Linked DNA regions of Anser cygnoides: region 1 is linked to region 2. A link is a contact called in public Hi-C data. All regions are on one chromosome and are shown on one strand. The core of a region is the stretch at or near the end of the contact, and the rest is flanking DNA. Distances in the headings are between cores, read along the strand shown.

The links. Hi-C and Micro-C count contacts between places; a contact is called where the count stands out from the background.
Region 1: a Hi-C map of granulosa cells shows a contact between it and region 2, with 2.8 times the contacts expected there. The contact joins two enhancer-like sites. A contact is called at or near these places in 3 of 7 Hi-C or Micro-C datasets (granulosa cells and liver).

What each region holds. Positions count from the first base shown.
Region 1 is chr3:30,527,800-30,531,492 of Taihu_goose_T2T_genome, forward strand. No RefSeq gene overlaps it. Among named protein-coding and RNA genes, the nearest start is that of PPP1CB, 46 kb to the right of the region's middle. Within about 2 kb of position 1,617, at least 1 of the 3 cell types and tissues checked has open chromatin away from gene starts, as enhancers often do.
Region 2 is chr3:30,283,720-30,287,887 of Taihu_goose_T2T_genome, forward strand. It overlaps TTC7A (tetratricopeptide repeat domain 7A), which reads left to right. Exons shown (of 20, transcript XM_048079466.2): 6 at 722-800; 7 at 4,074-4,168. Among named protein-coding and RNA genes, the nearest start is that of MCFD2, 31 kb to the left of the region's middle. Within about 2 kb of position 2,327, at least 1 of the 3 cell types and tissues checked has open chromatin away from gene starts, as enhancers often do.

The DNA of each region.
Region 1 (3,693 bases), core at 367-2,866, 240 kb after region 2:
CACACAGCATATGCAGTGCTCTGAATTAGATGAGAGTAATGTGGTTTAGCTTCTCCCCCACAGCCTTAGTGATTCTTGTCTCCCCTTAAAAAGTGGAACAGAGCCAGTGCAAATATTCACACAAAAAAACCTACATTGACAAAGCAGCAAGTTCAGATTTAAATGCAAAAATTCCCTTTAATCAGCTGTGCTTATTGTCTTCACAGCCCCAGTATGTTCTACAGGATGAATCATTCAGTTTTCTGATGCCCCTAAGAAGAAAACAGCTTTTTGATACCCATCTGCCCAACAGGCTGGGCTGAGAACAGAGGTTCGTTTCAACTTGCATTCTTCACATTTCATGGTGAAACTGTGATAACATACCAAACAAAGCATTTTTAAAGAATTCTTAAAATTGTACATGTCTGTTTTATGCCATTTGCTGTTCCCTCAGGTCCAAGTATGAAATCTGGGCTTAAATATATCTTCAGTACACACTTGTCTGTCCACATTTTTATGTTTTAAGGGAACAATCACTTACTTCCTATTTTGCAATCATGTCACTAATTGGTCAAGTGATCAATTTGGGGGATTTTTTAGCATCGTTTGGTTAAATCAATCTTTATAGCTATGCACAGTGAAACTGGTTTCTAAAAGGAATTTTGTAGGGATGTTTAGCTTTGAAAACAGACTAGGGAGATGCATATTCCATTCACAGTCCCTAGTGGGTAGTTCCTGTATCAGGGTGTCCTTGGCACGACTCTCAGAGAAGCAGGCAGACAGGCCTTCAAGTATGCCCTGGTGCCTCTGTGGCACAATAGCGTGGCACAAAGGGGTCCGCTGAACATAGAGTGGCGATTATGCAGTGCTGGACTTAGGACAATGCTACAACATGACAAGCTACAGGCATTACCAAACTAAAAGCCTTGAAAAATTTATTTCCCTGACTCCCCTCTTGGTGCTCTTCCCACAAGACAGTCATCTACCCAAAATGGGACTTCATCTGGTGTGTCTAATCTCAGTAACAGGGAAAGAAGAACACCAGAACAAAATATAACGTTGGCTGGATTTTTTTATTTTTTTTTTAAAGCTGCAGCTCACTTCTTACTTCTCACATTTTCCACCCTTGAATAGTTCTGAGCAACCATACAGAGAGCAGCCTGCCTTTATCCTTTTGCAGATGGGACTGGGTCTGGCCTCAGAAGCAACCCGCTTTGTGGATCATTCTGGTATGTGGGTCCCAGATTCAAAGATTCTTTTACAAGTATAACACAAACGAAGGAAAAGGACAAAAAAGAAACCAGCCTACCCAGTAGCATCTCAGTTTAACAAACGTGAGTAACTGCAAGCACTAGGAATATCTATAGACAGACATGTCCATAGCACCCCTATGAGGTCCGTGCAAGTGGTAGTATCTTTCAGTAAGTCCATCTGTACACATACTACAGTTATCAGAAACAAAAGTTGAAAAAATACAACCTAGGTGTAGCAAAGCATAAGACAGATCCTCACCAGCAAACTAGGAAGTGAGTAAATCCCCCACTTCTGAACAATTCTTCACAATGACAACTCCCTCCTTCCCACGCGCACACTCTCGCACGCCTGGAGGAGCCGGGGGCGGGGGAAAGCTGAGCTGTGCAATGTTCTCTGGAAGCTCAGCAGACCCAGGCTACTTCCAATCAAAGGAGAGGGAGCAAGTTCCAAAGCTGCTGCTGATCTCAGCTGTGAACCGGCACTATGCTCAGAGGCGGCCATGCACGCGTGCGCTGCCGAGACACGAGCCCACGGAACCAGAGAAGAGGGCGTACGTGCATATCCCCCACCAGGAAATAAAAACAGGACGGGAGGGAAACCCCAAACCTACTGAGACGGCTTGCAGTACTGGAACACTAATTTGAACTGACGGGAGGCAATGACAGCCAAACCCAAGTGAACTGCGGTGGCTCCTGAGCACTGACAGAAGACGCTGAGAGTGAGCGGAGAATAAAGAGAGGAGATGTACAGAGCGGAGGTAATCCTGGCACTGCTGACATCACCATGATGTATGGATCTGAGCGGTTCCCAGCTGAAGATGCCTTGCAGCATTGCCTTTTTCTTCTCTGAATGCATGTGCTTTTGAAGCCTGGTTTTTGACCCTAGATATTATGCAGGGAAACTAGAAGCAAGTATTTCAGTAGAGGATTGAGAGACTTCAGCAACTGGCAGGAAAACATGCTTCAGGATAAGCTGTGTAGTTTGGCACATAATTTCCCTTCTGCTGCTACAGGATTCTGAACGGAGGTAGAAATTACCCAGTTACAGCCATCAGCCTGGGCCCGAATCCCTCAGAGCATACCTCAAATCTACAGAATCAGTTCGATGACTAGAAATGAATCCACAAGCACAGACCTTGCACTCTCTAGATCTGTGGCAACAGTTGTGGCAGCTCCCCTCTATCAGCTTTATCTAGCCTTTGAATATCATCACAGCAAGGACAAGGAGCGGAGGGGAAAAACACGTACTAACACGCTTGTGATACAAAACAACTCCAAGCAGAGGTAGGTTCCTACTGCCCTCTGCTGTAATACATTTATAAAACTTCTGAGAAGGAAGTATCAAGCAAGATAGGACTAACACGCACACTACATATTAGATTCAGACTATGTCATAAACTGGTCTAAGTTGGAACAAGACAGCTAGAAACAGTAGGCTTAGATTTCTTGCTTCTCCTTCTAACTCTTGAAGTCCGCACACATTTTGTACATACACAGAAAACTGACCATATGCTGATCCCTTGCTACATTTTTGCTTTTGAGGCTTTGTATTTTGGATTGTCATACACCCATGGTTTGCAGTTCCGTTGGATAGACCACCACAGCCTTGACTGTTCCATCTTTCGTATGTTTTCTTCTGCTTTAACGACTTAATAGACGTTGACCCAGACTAACAAATTACCAGCAAGTCTCCCTAGCAAAGCGCACCAGTGAAGTGCACCACAGCACCAAAACCATACCATACTTCCACAGCAGTTACGTTGTCCAGACAAAACTTCACGTAAAGTGGTTTATACACATAAAAAGAAAAAACCCTGGCCGCAAGAACTTAACAGTAGAATTCACTACTTAAAATATGACAGCAATATTACTTCGGTTATAGATAAGGACGGATGCTGGTTACGATGCAATAATGATGTCTATTTGCAAGTTCACCCCTATATAAGCAATTCCTTTCTGCTCTTTTTTTCCAGTATTTCGTGTTCCTTTAAAGCTTTGTAACTTAAGGAGATTTTTAGAGTTACAGACTCATATAGCAAAACTCAAACATTTACTTCCATCCATTTTCTTCTGCGTTCTTTCCCTTTACTACTTAAACACTACCAAGACTAGATTGCCGAAGCTGGCTAAGATATATTGTGGTTTTTTCCCTTGGCTCACTGTTCATGCAAACAAAATCACTTGCTGTAGAAGAGAAGTTATATTTAGTGGTAATAAACAAGATGCAGCTACTTGATTTTTTTTCCTCCCTGAAATAAAACAGACATCACAGTGATGAGAGCACTACCAAAACATGGAAATTTTAGCTTAGAAACATGCATGTGTGAAAGAACGCGCGTATAAGTCACACATACAGAGACAATATGTAAATATACACAGAGGCTGAGATTCTCAATGCCATTTGGATATATTAGATGAGTACTTACCATTAGAACAAGAGGAATTGGGCACTCAAAACATT
Region 2 (4,168 bases), core at 1,077-3,576:
ACGTGGAAGAGCCTTGCAAGCTGCAAGTGTGCTAACTAGTATGTCTAGTGTTCAACCGTTCCTCTCTCCATCTCTTTTAGTGCTCGGACACAGGGTTAAGATACCGTTTGGCAACTAGACTGCTTTAATTGCTCATCGTGTACACAGAATGTGATTTATTTTTTTCAGCCTAACCCACTTTCATTGTAGGTTAAGCTGTGCTTGCAGACAGTTCCTGCAACTTTAGGTGCCTAATAGTAAACTGTTTAAACCACTGTAATTTCATCATGCGTTTGGACCATCAGACCCAAGGCATTTAAGCACCACCTAAAAGGAATCGTCACATAAAAGCATCCCATCAGCTCACTATAATTCAAACCAGTGCAGTCTGTGTGTATGAAGAGGAGATGTGGATGCTTTTAAGAAGAAGCATCTGCTTTATAAATATGAACTATGAAAAGCTTCCAAATGTCCCCTCTGTTCCTCAAATGTGAATGTGATCTTCTCCTAGGAAGCCATCTGGAGTAGGCATGCTACAGTCGCTGCCTCGCTCGGTGCCATTGTCCTGTCTGCCTTGGAGTGACTCGTCTCGCTACTGCATGCTCAGTGGTGGTTTTGTTGGCTTGCTTGAATGCCAAGTCTGTTGCCCAGCTTTGGTGCACCATGAAAATATTTCCTATCTAACGTGCTCGTTTTCTTTTGCTTTTTTTTTATGATATTTTTTTTCCTGCTTTCCCATTAGCAATATTGTGAAAGGAATGAGGAGTCTGCGAGGAATACTACGGACTGTGGAAACAAAAGCTACTCAGACCTTCAAAATGGTAAGGGGAGTGAACGGGAGCTGGGAAGGTGGGCGTCATCTGCTGCGATGGAATTCTGTTTCTTAACCACTGCGTTTGGACAAATTTTTCCTCACTTGACTGCTTGTTGTTGTGTTTGTTTTTTTAATACTTCTGGGAGTGATGTGTCCGGTGATGCACTTAATTCAGAGAGCTATCCAATTGAAACCTCTGAGCCTTCAACTCTGGGCATATGGGATACTTTTATCTATTTTTTTTCAGTGGATTTTCTAACTCTGGTATAAATGGAGGTGTATTGAGTTTGATAGTGCTATCCCAGGTGATAATGTCTTGCTTGCTTTTCAGTGTGTCCATGCATACCTCTTCACTTTTGCATGTAGCAACAGAAAGTACTTCTGGTGCTTGCAATGAAACAGGGCTTTTTTAGACTCAAATGCTTCAGTGTTCATGTAAAACTCCTTTCAATACAGTGTAGCACAGAGTGATTTTTCTTTTGTATTTGCCTTCTGCATCCTGTTATGCTGAGTGCCTCTGGTAAAGAAATCATGGAGAAACTTATTTATATCTCTTTAACTGTGTAGTTTAGCTTGGATGGTCCTTCCTTACCTCCGCTTGAAGAGATCTTGTCCTAAGGTTACTCAGGATGTGACAAGATCAACAGCATGGAGAAGAGCAGTCTTGAGAACACGAATGAAAACTCTGCAGCCTGAAAAGTGTTGACACAGATCTGAACTAAACACAAAACAAGTTTAGCCATCTTTGTTTGTGTTTTGTGTAATTCCAGAGAAGTTTGGAGAAGAGGTGGACATGGTTTTGCTTAGCATTTTGAAGACGGAGGGTGCTGGGTTCCAATGGATGGACTGATCTGTGTGTCTATTTCTTATGCAAATGCAGAATTAAAATGAAAGCATGAGCAGAAGGGGTAACCTGGGTGAATTTTTTGCCTGGGTTTCTCACTTCTATATGTTTTGGAACTTCAGGTCTTGAAATGAATCTTCTTGTTGTCCAGGGATCACCTTTGCCTAGTGGAAAATACACATGCACGTGGAATAATGTGCAGGGAATTAGAAGAGGTGACTTAAATAATTGTCACACTCAAATGGTCACATCCTTTCCCAGATTGAGATCAGGACTCGGGGGATTTTCTTGCTCATCTGTTTTACCGTTATGCTGAAATGAGTGTAACCATCTGCTGTTCTTGTACCATGGCAGAATGTGGCACTTGAATGCTCCTGTCCCTGTGCAACTGGGGAGAGCTATCCAACACCTCTGGGGGGTTTATTCCTAAGGGGAAACTTGAAGGTGTTCATCCAGTAGTTTTTCCTGGGACTTCTATTTTACTGGAAGTTGTGTTGTCTTTTTCTTATTTGTTTTTAAAGAGCTGTCAAGAGGGCAAAGGGAGGAACGTGCTTAATTAAACAAGTTTTTCAAGCATGAAAGTGAAACACGCAATTTTCTTCTTCCTAATTTGTGGGATCACAGTGTTCTCCAAGCATAATGATGCTTTTTTTAGCCAAAGGCAGTAATAACATAAATCACAGTCTTGGCCTGTTCTGGTTTGTTTGGTCTTATTCAAAACAAGAGTGAAGCTAATTTACACAGCTACTGTACTGTATGTTAAAATCGAAGGCATTGCGAGTATTTGGTTCTTGCTTTTTGAAAGGCTTATCACAAACTGTACTCCTACTTTTGTGTGAAACAGTAAAGATCTGTCTGTTGCTGGCATAATATTCTTCCCTCCCCTCTAATGCTGTAGGAAAAAAAAATAAAGGAGAGTTGGCTCCTGAGGGTAAAACTGACTAAATAATTACACACTGAGATGGTAAAATGATACTGGCTAATGTCACAGTGCCCTAGGCCATTTTGCTCATGGTTACTTGCTATAAAAAGCATAGAAGAGCGTAGTTAGATACAGAAGGCTTTCTGTAACTTGCCAGCAGAAGCGCAGGGAAGGTCTTGGGGTTTCCAGGGGGTTGTATGTGACAATATTTCTTTGAGGTATTGCCATACATTCAAATCAGCTTGCCATTTGCTTAGGTATAGCTATGAAACCTCCCTTTCTGGTGCTGAAGAAACAGTGAGAGCGCACACACGCTAGTGTGGCTGCGTTTTAGACTAGCTCAGTGACTTTGTGTGTAGTAAGGTAGATGACAATAAAGAATCTTGTATTAAAAGAGGTTATTTTTCTGCATCTGATGAGCTGAATTTTATTTAACCTCAGTATGATTTGTTTGATCCTACAGATGTCACACCTCAAGTGTCGTAATGGTTCAGTTTATCAGTCGTACCTACCCTGGTATTTAAGAGAGTGCCTCTTGGCAGCCTCTTACCTTATCATAATGCATGAATTGCACATAAAATACATATGCAGTAGTCAGAGAAGTTCAAAAATATTTGCAGGCATTAGGACGGAGGGGCTGAAGTTTCAGTCTGCCTCTGTGCTGTGCGACGTTTGTTTTGCAGCATAGAGTAGTGCGCTTCTGAGAATTCCCAGAAGATATCCCCTGCTTTGATTTCCCTCTGCTTGTTTGCATGTTCATCTGTTTACAATGCAAAAAGCTAGAGATTTATTACGTGAGTCTAAACAGAGACAAATGCCAAGGATAGTTTTGCAAAATCAACTTAGCTTGGTGCCTTTTGGGCCCAGCTTGCCAGCTATGGATATGAACTGGAAAGCGAGTCCTTAAGGGCGCTCAGTGGTCAGAAAGGGCACATGATGTTGTTGTCTTGACATAAAGTTCCTAACCCTCTTCTCTCTTTCCTCCATTATTATAACAACAACAAAAATAGAAGTAATCCAGAGATGAAGTTGTAAAAAGCTGCAGTTGGAGATGCACTAACAGCTACAGGGTTGTGCTTTTAAACCTGAGGCAGAAGTCGTCTCTGGGCTGAGACTTGCATCCAAAGTTTTGAGGCTGAGAAAGCAGTGGAGTGTCATCATACTCTGAAATAGAAACACTTGTGAGATTGTCTCAAAAGTCCAGGTGGCAATCAGCTGTTTTCATTCACTAATGTGTCCCTTCCTGTCAGGCTATTTTTTTAACTATTGCTTTGCAACAAGACCATGTAAATGCAGAAGGGTGGGCTTTTTGGAGGAGGGAAGCAACTGCCAATGTGGCAGACTTTATAGCAGCAACTTTAGCCACTCTGAAAAGAGGTACTGTAATGCTATTAGTATGTCTGCTTCCCAAGGTGAGACGTCGGGAGCGATATTTTGTGTGTGTGTGTGTGTGTGTGTGTGTTTGAGAAGGCTTCACTGATGCATTTCTCTCTGTACTGTTCACTGATCTCTAGACTGCAGCCAAGCAGCTAGCCCAAGTACTTCTCCACTCCTTAAGCGAAGACTGTTACTGGAGCCCTTTATCTGATCCTCTTCCTGAGTTCATGAA